Regions from separate parts of the Hordeum vulgare genome. Here all the other regions are linked to region 2. Evidence: chromatin contacts called from public Hi-C data. All regions are on one chromosome and are shown on one strand. Each heading gives the region's core, a stretch centred on a gene start, on an enhancer-like site or on the middle of the called end of the contact. The rest is flanking DNA. Distances are from core to core; before and after follow the strand shown.

Region 1 (2,700 bases), core at 35-2,534, 570 kb before region 2:
AGAGCTTTGGTTCCTTGTCAATAAACTGTGTAATGCAGTATGTCAACTGTGGCAGATACATGCCCACTGTCTTCGGTTTATGAAGAGGAATCAATGCCTTCCACAGAAATAATTTATGCTCCTCCTTCAATGGTTTCGCAAACCCACTAATCACACTCCCAAACACCTCCAAGAGTTCGCCAATCCCATTGTGACGATCAGCATCGGATACAAACCTATAGAAGATATTGCTCACAGCCTTGCGGATGAAGGGCCGATTACCCATGAATTTTCCATATATCCTATGCAATACTGTCTTCAAGCAATCTCTTTCTCTAGGATCATCAGAATCTAACAAATCAAGCAGCCTAGAGATGAACGAATTGTCCAAGTACTTGCGAGCCACCTTCACATCAACTACCGGAGAGGTGACGAACCGGAGGAGCAGCTCGTACACGACCTGTAAGTGGTACCATGAGGGGTCAAAGAATGGATCGTCCTCGTCAGCCTCGGCAGCTGCCCCCGTGCCTGGCCGGACCTTGGGCGGGAAGACCCTGAACAGGTTGATGGCGAACATACGCACACAGGCCGAAACCATCGCCTCCGTGAGGGGCTCCTCCGCCGTGCCGAGGCAGTCGACGAGAGACATGAGCACCTGCCGCTTTCGCTCCCTCTCCGGAGAGTCTCGGCCCCGGTCGTTGGAGAAGTCGAACAACACGCAGCAGACGTTGAGCTTCCGGAGGAACACGTCCTCCCTTGTCTCTCCCTCCGCTCCGGCGATAGCCGCGAGTGGAGGAGACGCCCGCATAGAGTCCCACTGCCTCCCATTCACGTCATACGACGTTGGGGACTTGGGCGGTGGAGATCCCCAGCCCCCGCCTCCGCCGGATTTCGGCGACTTCCCCGAGAGCTTACCAAGGAACTGCTTCCACATGGCCGCAGCAAACAGTCCGTAGCGCCGACCCCCCTCGCGTCAGACACCCATTTCAAGGAACCATGAACGGACCAGGGAGAAGTAAACCCACTACCCGCCACCGACCCAGGACACGCAGAGGCAAAGCAAATCTTGCAACGCAACGAACCGGGTTGGCCGCCGCGACCCGTGCAGCTGTCGGGGCGCCGGCCACAGATCCCGCAATGGCTGTGAGGGGGGATTAGATCCGAGAGCGGGACGCCGAGGCCTCCGCCATGGATGAGATCTCGGAGGCGGAGGGGGGCAGAAAGCGCAGAGCCTTTGGCGTTTTGGGTGGAATCGCAGTGGGAACCGAGCGGGGGGAGAAGAGCTGCAGTTTACAGCTGTTTGCGGGGAACGATGGCCACCGGAAGAAGGAAGGGGTGGCCGGATGCATCTCGGCCGTTCGTTTGAGATTGGATTCCCACGTATCGCCCGATGGAAGGTTTCGAGGTTTCCTGTGGTCTCAAAAGAAAATGTGAGCCCTTCTTTGATTCGCAGAATTCCCAGTAAGGAAAGTCTATATTAATATAATAAAGATATCAATTACATTTACCTTTTGTATCAACAAAATATTTAAAAACATCTAGAATACACACAGTCAAAAAAAAAAACAAAAAAAAAACGGTTAAGGTGATCAATCACTAGCATCAGCAGCACTCTAACAACCGTTGAAGATAATATCCGAATTACAAAAGTGGTTCTAGAAAAGCAACGTCTTTAAGAAAGAAGCAATGCACACGCATTGTTGTTGTCTGATCAAAGATATTGGATTTTCATCGTGAAGAAAGTCTGAATTCACCCAAAAAACAATTCCTTCAAAAAGGTCATTGTGAGATGCAACCAATAAAAGTCACACTTAGAGGGTGTTTGTTTCCAGGGACTTAAAAAAGTCCCTATAAGTCCAACCTAAACCAAACACAAGGGACTTATTGGGACTTATTGTGGTGATTTGGGACTTATCAAATAAAGACTCTCACCGAGGAGCTTATTGGGACTTATCCCGGGCCGGACCTACCCCGCGTCGCTCCAGGCTCGTTCCCCGCACTTCGCCCCGCCTCTCGGTCCAATCGCCGCCGCCGCCCCGCCTCTCGCCCCGTCGCCGCCCCACCTATCGCTCCGGTCGTCGCCCCGCCTCGGTTCGTTCTGCCTCGGTTCGCCGCCCCGTCGCCGCCCCGCCTCGGTTTGTTCTGCCTCGGTTCATTGCAGCGGTGCCTCCAATCGCCGGACAGGCCCTCTCCCGAGCCTCGTTGCAGCGGTGCTTATCCTGTGTGTCGTACGCGTTGGCTGATGACGATCCATGTGAACAAGTGTATTATTAGGTGCAACATGGACTTATAAGTCCGTGTAAACAAACAGGTAGGGACTCGGGACTTATAAGTCCCTGTAAACAAACAGGTAGGGACTTATGACTTATAAGTTGAGACTTAAAAAAGTCCTAGGACTTATGAAACAAGCAGGGCCTTAGGTCTTCACCCCTCGTAATCAAGACTCGGTATTCGAGGAGGAGCATAAAAAATGTAGTCCTCCAATGTCGTCGCCCCCACTTGACGAGGCAACCATTGCAAGTCACCAAACACCCGACACATAGTCTTCACACCATCTAATGCACCCTCCCACCAAGGCTATAAGACCTCTAATTGCAGCGGCCATAACTTTCTCCACCTCCATCAAAACCTTAAAAATTTTGACTTAGACATGTCCCATGACACCGACAAGAAAGTGAAGCTTCGCACGCGTCCGCTTGAATCCGTAGTGGTTGATAATAT
Region 2 (2,700 bases), core at 47-2,546:
AAGAGAAAGGGGTAGGAGTCCAGACGGCAGAGGAGGGGTCACAGGTGAGGAAAGGGGAAGAAAGGAGGCGCGGGCGACTGGATGTCGAGTTTGCTTCCTTCTATGGTGGCCGGTGTCGAAGGACCTGGCCATAGGCCGATGGCACGATGCGGTGGCAGCAGCAACCCTAGCGTGCGTCGAGGGAGAAGGGATGAGGGCGATTTCCTCTTCCTCTCTGTCTTTCTTCTTCTTCTTGGAGAAGCAAACAACGCGACGGGGCAGCCAAGGGTAAACCGCTGGTCTTTTTTGTCTGTAGCTAATCCGACGTGGACAGCGCGAGAGCACGCCCCTGATGCGTAGCTTATTATGTTTTTATTGTATCGGATTTTTTATTGAACCAATTGGTTTTTGGAGGGTTGAAAAAAATCGGTGGGAGAATGTGGATGAAAGGATAGCTAGCGTTAGGAGGTTGAACCATCACGACAGACGGCAGATCCCGTTTTAATAGTAGAGATCAGCCCGCGCGGACACGTAGCACGCCCCAATTTGAAAGGAAGAGGAAAAACGTCCAACATGCAGTCTCGTCTTATAACGGGCCAGAACTCCTGAAGAGCCCAACAAAGGTCGTTAGCTGCTTGGAAAGCCCAATAGATGATTGGATTCCTAGTCGTACGCGACTCAAATCTGGCCAAACGGGCCGTGCCACGCGGGCCGGCACGGCTGCCCGCAGGCCAGGCATGACACGGGCCGAGCCCGACACGTGCTAATCGTGCTCGGGCCAGGCACGAGCACGCCGTGGGCTGTGCTCGGGCTGCCACCCCGAGCCCGCGTGCTGGCCCGACACGACACGATTAGGCAGCGAAGGAAATGGGGGACTGGGGGTGCGGGGCGTTGGGCGGGGGCGCGGGGCGTCGGGCGGGAAAGAGGGCGTCAGTCCCAGTCGCGACGCGAATCTAGGGGAGCGGGCGGGAAACGGGGAGCAGGCGGGCGGGAAAGGGGGAGCGGGCGGGCGGGAAAGGGGGAGCGGGCGGGCGGGAAAGGGGGAGCGGGCGGGAATTTAGGCGGGATCTGTGGCGGGCCGCCGTGCGAGAGAGGGCCAGATGAAAAAAAATAACAAATATGTGGCGCGCCGCCGTGCCTTAACGTGCCACGGGTCAACCCGATTAGGCCACGTGCCGTGCTTGGGCCTGGGAGGCTGACACGCGGGCCGACACGGCACGACCTGTATATTAATCGGGCCCAGGCGGGCCATGCCGTGCCTGGTACGATTACGGCGGGCCGGCCCGTCCGCCCGTTTGGCCAGGTATGACGCGACTCCCCCATCTCCACAAATCCACAGCCGACCCTCCCCTCCCCTTTCCTCGCCTCCTTCATCCATCTCCGGCGATCTCCCAGCTACCGTCGAATCCCAAACATCACACCCTCCGCCGTCGCCGAAGCCGATACGAGTTCATCCTCTACAGAGAGTCGTCATCCCCTCTGGTTTGGGGGTCTCCGCAAGCCGCCCTCGCTCTCGGAAGCCAAGGAGGTCGTAGGGTTTGCGCGCATCCTCCGTGTGAGTAACTGAGTATCCCTTTCTGTTTCCGCGTACATAGATTCATCTCGCCAGTTACTAGTTAAAGTAGAGACGATTACTAGTTTGAGCCATTTTTTTGCTATTAAGTGCGGAATAGATGAGAATATCCTCTGGACGAAATCGTGTACGTTAACGACAGGGTTTCTGATGAATCTGTGTGATTAATGGCCATGGAAATTTCTTTGTGCAAAATATAGTTCTATTCTAGTTCTACTTGGCCCCATAGAAATACAATGTATGGTGGGTTGCATTTGTCCACACCAGCGGTTTGGAGGGATTAAATTATTGTGGGTAATCCTTAGGCTAGATACATGGTGGGAAAGGATCAGTGCAGGTTATCTGGATATCACAGTGGGGACCCTTTTAATTGAGTTATATACTCCCTCCGTTCCTAAATATAAGACCTTTTAGAGATTGTACTATAAACTACATACAGATGTACATAGACATATTTTAGAGTATAGATTCACTCATTTTGCTCCGTATGTAGTCTTCTAGTGAAATACCTAAAAGGTCTTATATTTTGGAACGGAGGGAGTACATGGTAAAACTATCAGCCACTCTCGAGGTTTGCTTGTGTGGCATTACTTGTCAGACGCACTGATAGTAACATAGTATAATCTGTTGACCTTGAGAGCTTAAGTGGGGATTTCATGGGTAGTGAGGGACACATGAATTTTCAGCCGTTTGAGGTAAAGACTGATCTACATTTTTCTCAGGTGGCAATATATCTGTAAATATTTGCGTAATCGTTCTATCAGAACTAAATCCAGTTTTCTTCGTATTTTGGGAAAAGATTCACGCGGGACATAAGCTTTGAGGCTTTAAGCTAAGAGGATCCCTCTGTTTTTGGTCCAGGTTTGTGTTCGCTGAAATATGGAGATACAGACTTCAGGAAAGCCCATCGATATGTTGATGGAGAAGGTTCTTTGTATGAATATTCTTTCTTCTGATTACTTCAAGGAGCTCTACAGGATGAAGACCTATCATGAGGTCATTGACGAGATCTATAACCAAGTTGATCATGTGGAGCCTTGGATGACTGGCAATTGCAGGGGTCCTTCCACTGCATTTTGTCTCCTGTACAAGTTCTTCACAATGAAGCTTACTGTGAAACAGATGCATGGTTTGTTGAAGCATCCTGA
Region 3 (2,700 bases), core at 98-2,597, 930 kb before region 2:
TTTCGATTGATCAAGTCACTGCTTCGTGTAAGCTATATTTCTACTTTAGGTTTCTCATATGTTTCTATAGCAACGTAATATTTTCCTCATCTGAAATTTTTATGCTTCCACTACATATCATGTGTGCTCTAATAGATCAAATTGTTGCTTCCCGTAAGACATGCATATTCCATTTGTTGTGCTTCCATGACCTATAGTTCAAACCATCTCCTATTTTTTCATGTGTGCTTCCAGATGGTGCCAACCATTCATCATTGGTTTTCTCAAACTGCATGCACTAGTCTCTTCCCACAACGTCGATGGCGTCGATCTGAAGGTGGAGATATGGATGGACAGACCAAGGCCCTCCTTGAGGATGTGCTTGCCCGCACAGTATGTGAATAGTAATGTAACTTTTGTTTTAGTTATCCTAATTGTATTAGGATTTTGCGGCATGGAAGCAAATTCCTTTATCTTTGGAAACCAAGTTTCTTTCGCTACGAAACAGTGTACAATTTATGTTTATGCGGAAAGCAAATTTAATTGTTGTTGATAGAAGCAAATTAAGTCATGAAAGCAAATTATTTAGTCGATAGAAAAAAAATTACTGGGCACGATTTTCTGTTACATCAGACACAAATTTCTATTAGATCAAAATAAATTTTATTATAGATGAAGCAAATTAGGAAATCACCGGAAGCAAATACAAAGGGTGCATCAGTGCATGTGTGACCGCGCATTTCCAGAGGAGTTACGAAATAGTCAATCAATTAACAAACCAAATCTCATGGAGGCCTGACTTAGATCGAACGACCCTCATGGTATGAGTCGTGTGAGCGAAACCCTATTTAGCACCACAGCGCCGGTTACAAGCAAATTTTACTAACCGGCGCCTGCAGCGCTCTGCCATGGGCCGGCCCATTTAGAGATCCAAACTGGGTTTTAGCCCGTGAACTTTTTTAAAAATCGATGAACTTTTTTGAAAATCGGTGAACTTTTCGGAAAATTTATGTAATTTTTTTGAAATTGATGAATTTTTTTGAAAATCAGTGAACATAATTTAAAATTCGTGAATTTTTTTCAAAATGAATAAACTGCTTTTAAAAATTGATGAACTTTTTTGAAAATCGATGAACTTTTTTTGAAAATCAATGATTTTTTTCGAATTGTTTGAGATTTCTGAAAATACATAAAAATATTTAATAAATCGTTGAACTTTTTTATAATCATTAAACTTTTTTCGCAAATCTGATTTTTTCAAAATTTTATGATTTGTTTTCGATTTTTGAAGAACCAATACATTCTACATGGGCTGGCCCAAATGGAGGAGCGCTGCAGGCGCCGGTTCGCCTAACCGGCGCTGAAGGCGCTGTATAGGACCTCCCATCGTCTGATGCCTAGAGGCTTCGGCAAATAAAACGCTTTTGTGTTGGCCACTACATGAGTACGTCCACAAGCGCCTTTTCTTTCAGGCCGGCCTTGTTTGCTTGGGTTCGGCCATTATTGATTTTTCAATAGCTAAAATTGTTTGTTCGTTTTTCCTACCCTGGTTATTCTTGTTTTATTGGGTTGCAAATATTTTTTTTATATTGGTTGATTGCCTGTGTCTTTCTGGAGCGATGTTTGTTTTTTCATGTCGCAAAATCGGCAGTGAAAAATTAATTTTGTCTCAATCATTTCTTTTGCACTCTTACAAACATTTTTTTTACATTTAATGTGTCCTTTTTGATATTTTCGTAGTAACAATATTCTTATTTTTTGCAGTTCCAAATTAGACGTAACAGTCCTGTATGTGTATTGAAATCTGAAATTTGTGTTCCTGTTTTTTAGACAACAATTTTTCTTAGAGTTTGCTCTTTTTTTTCTTTGCTAGTAGTAGTACTTAGTTTCTTTTTATATATCCTTTTTTTCTTATTTGATTTTCCTTTTTTTTTACTTTTTACCTCTTGTGTTTAAATTCATGCATTACAAGAAGATATGGATTGTTTTGTCATTGTGAGTTGAATACCCATCCTGAAACACGCAATTGTAAGTGTTGCTCTCACTTCACAAATGCACATTTTTAACGCCATTCTAAATTAGGAAACAAAAATAATTTGTTTGTGCAGTAGATTCATCTCTTCTACTAGACACAATTGTAAGTCAGCCAACTGCAACTACATATCTTTTACATGACCACAACTTTTTGTGGAATGGATAAAAGTGTTTGTCGAAGTTCAGTTGCATTTCCATTATTAGACACACAAAGGTAAATATCGACCCAGCTCGAAGCTTTGTCCGGTTTTTCCTTCATTCATTTTTGTTTTTTCGGTTTGTTTTTTATTTTGTTCTTTCTTTTTGTGTTCTTTTCCTTTTCTCAAATTCATGAATATATTTTTTGCAAATATTTCTATAATTTGGGAAACATTTTTTAGTTTTTGTGAATTCCTTCTGAATTTGTGCTTCTTTCGTTTATTTCTTCTTTTGTTTGTTTTCATTTTGTTCTTTCTTATTTATTCCTTTTTTCAAATTCATGAATATAGTTTTTGTGAATATTTTTTATAAATTTTGAAAAAAACATATTTTATGTAATACTTTCTAAATTTGTGCATATTTTTTTGCATGGGATTGCTAAATCACATCTAGATGACTTTTAACGATGTCTCATGTATATTTGCCACCGTTTGATTTAGTTTCTATAATTCTTGTGCAAGCGCTCGAACCATCGTTGTTTGGTTGCCG

The links. A called contact is a pair of places that touch in the nucleus more often than the background predicts.
Region 1: a contact with region 2 is called in a Hi-C map of seedling, with 5 times the contacts expected there. The contact joins the promoter of LOC123426814 here to the promoter of LOC123426779 in region 2. A contact is called at or near these places in 2 of 6 Hi-C or Micro-C datasets (leaf and seedling) and 1 of 1 datasets of contacts at active chromatin or transcription factors (embryo).
Region 3: a contact with region 2 is called in a Hi-C map of seedling, with 2.8 times the contacts expected there. The contact joins the enhancer-like site here to the promoter of LOC123426779 in region 2. A contact is called at or near these places in 2 of 6 Hi-C or Micro-C datasets (leaf and seedling).

Annotation. Positions count from the first base shown.
Region 1 is chr1H:121,227,702-121,230,401 of MorexV3_pseudomolecules_assembly, reverse strand. It overlaps LOC123426814 (serine/threonine protein phosphatase 2A 57 kDa regulatory subunit B' kappa isoform-like), which reads right to left and starts at 1,284. Exons shown (of 2, transcript XM_045110717.1): 1 at 1-1,284. The coding sequence starts at 913.
Region 2 is chr1H:120,656,340-120,659,039 of MorexV3_pseudomolecules_assembly, reverse strand. It overlaps LOC123426779 (pre-mRNA splicing factor SR-like 1), which reads left to right and starts at 1,296. Exons shown (of 5, transcript XM_045110665.1): 1 at 1,296-1,534; 2 at 2,414-2,700. The coding sequence starts at 2,432.
Region 3 is chr1H:121,583,703-121,586,402 of MorexV3_pseudomolecules_assembly, reverse strand. No RefSeq gene overlaps it. Among protein-coding and RNA genes, the nearest start is that of LOC123426832, 8.8 kb to the left of the region's middle. Within about 2 kb of position 1,347, at least 3 of the 3 cell types and tissues checked have open chromatin away from gene starts, as enhancers often do. A contact at or near this core is called in leaf and seedling, where this site is marked.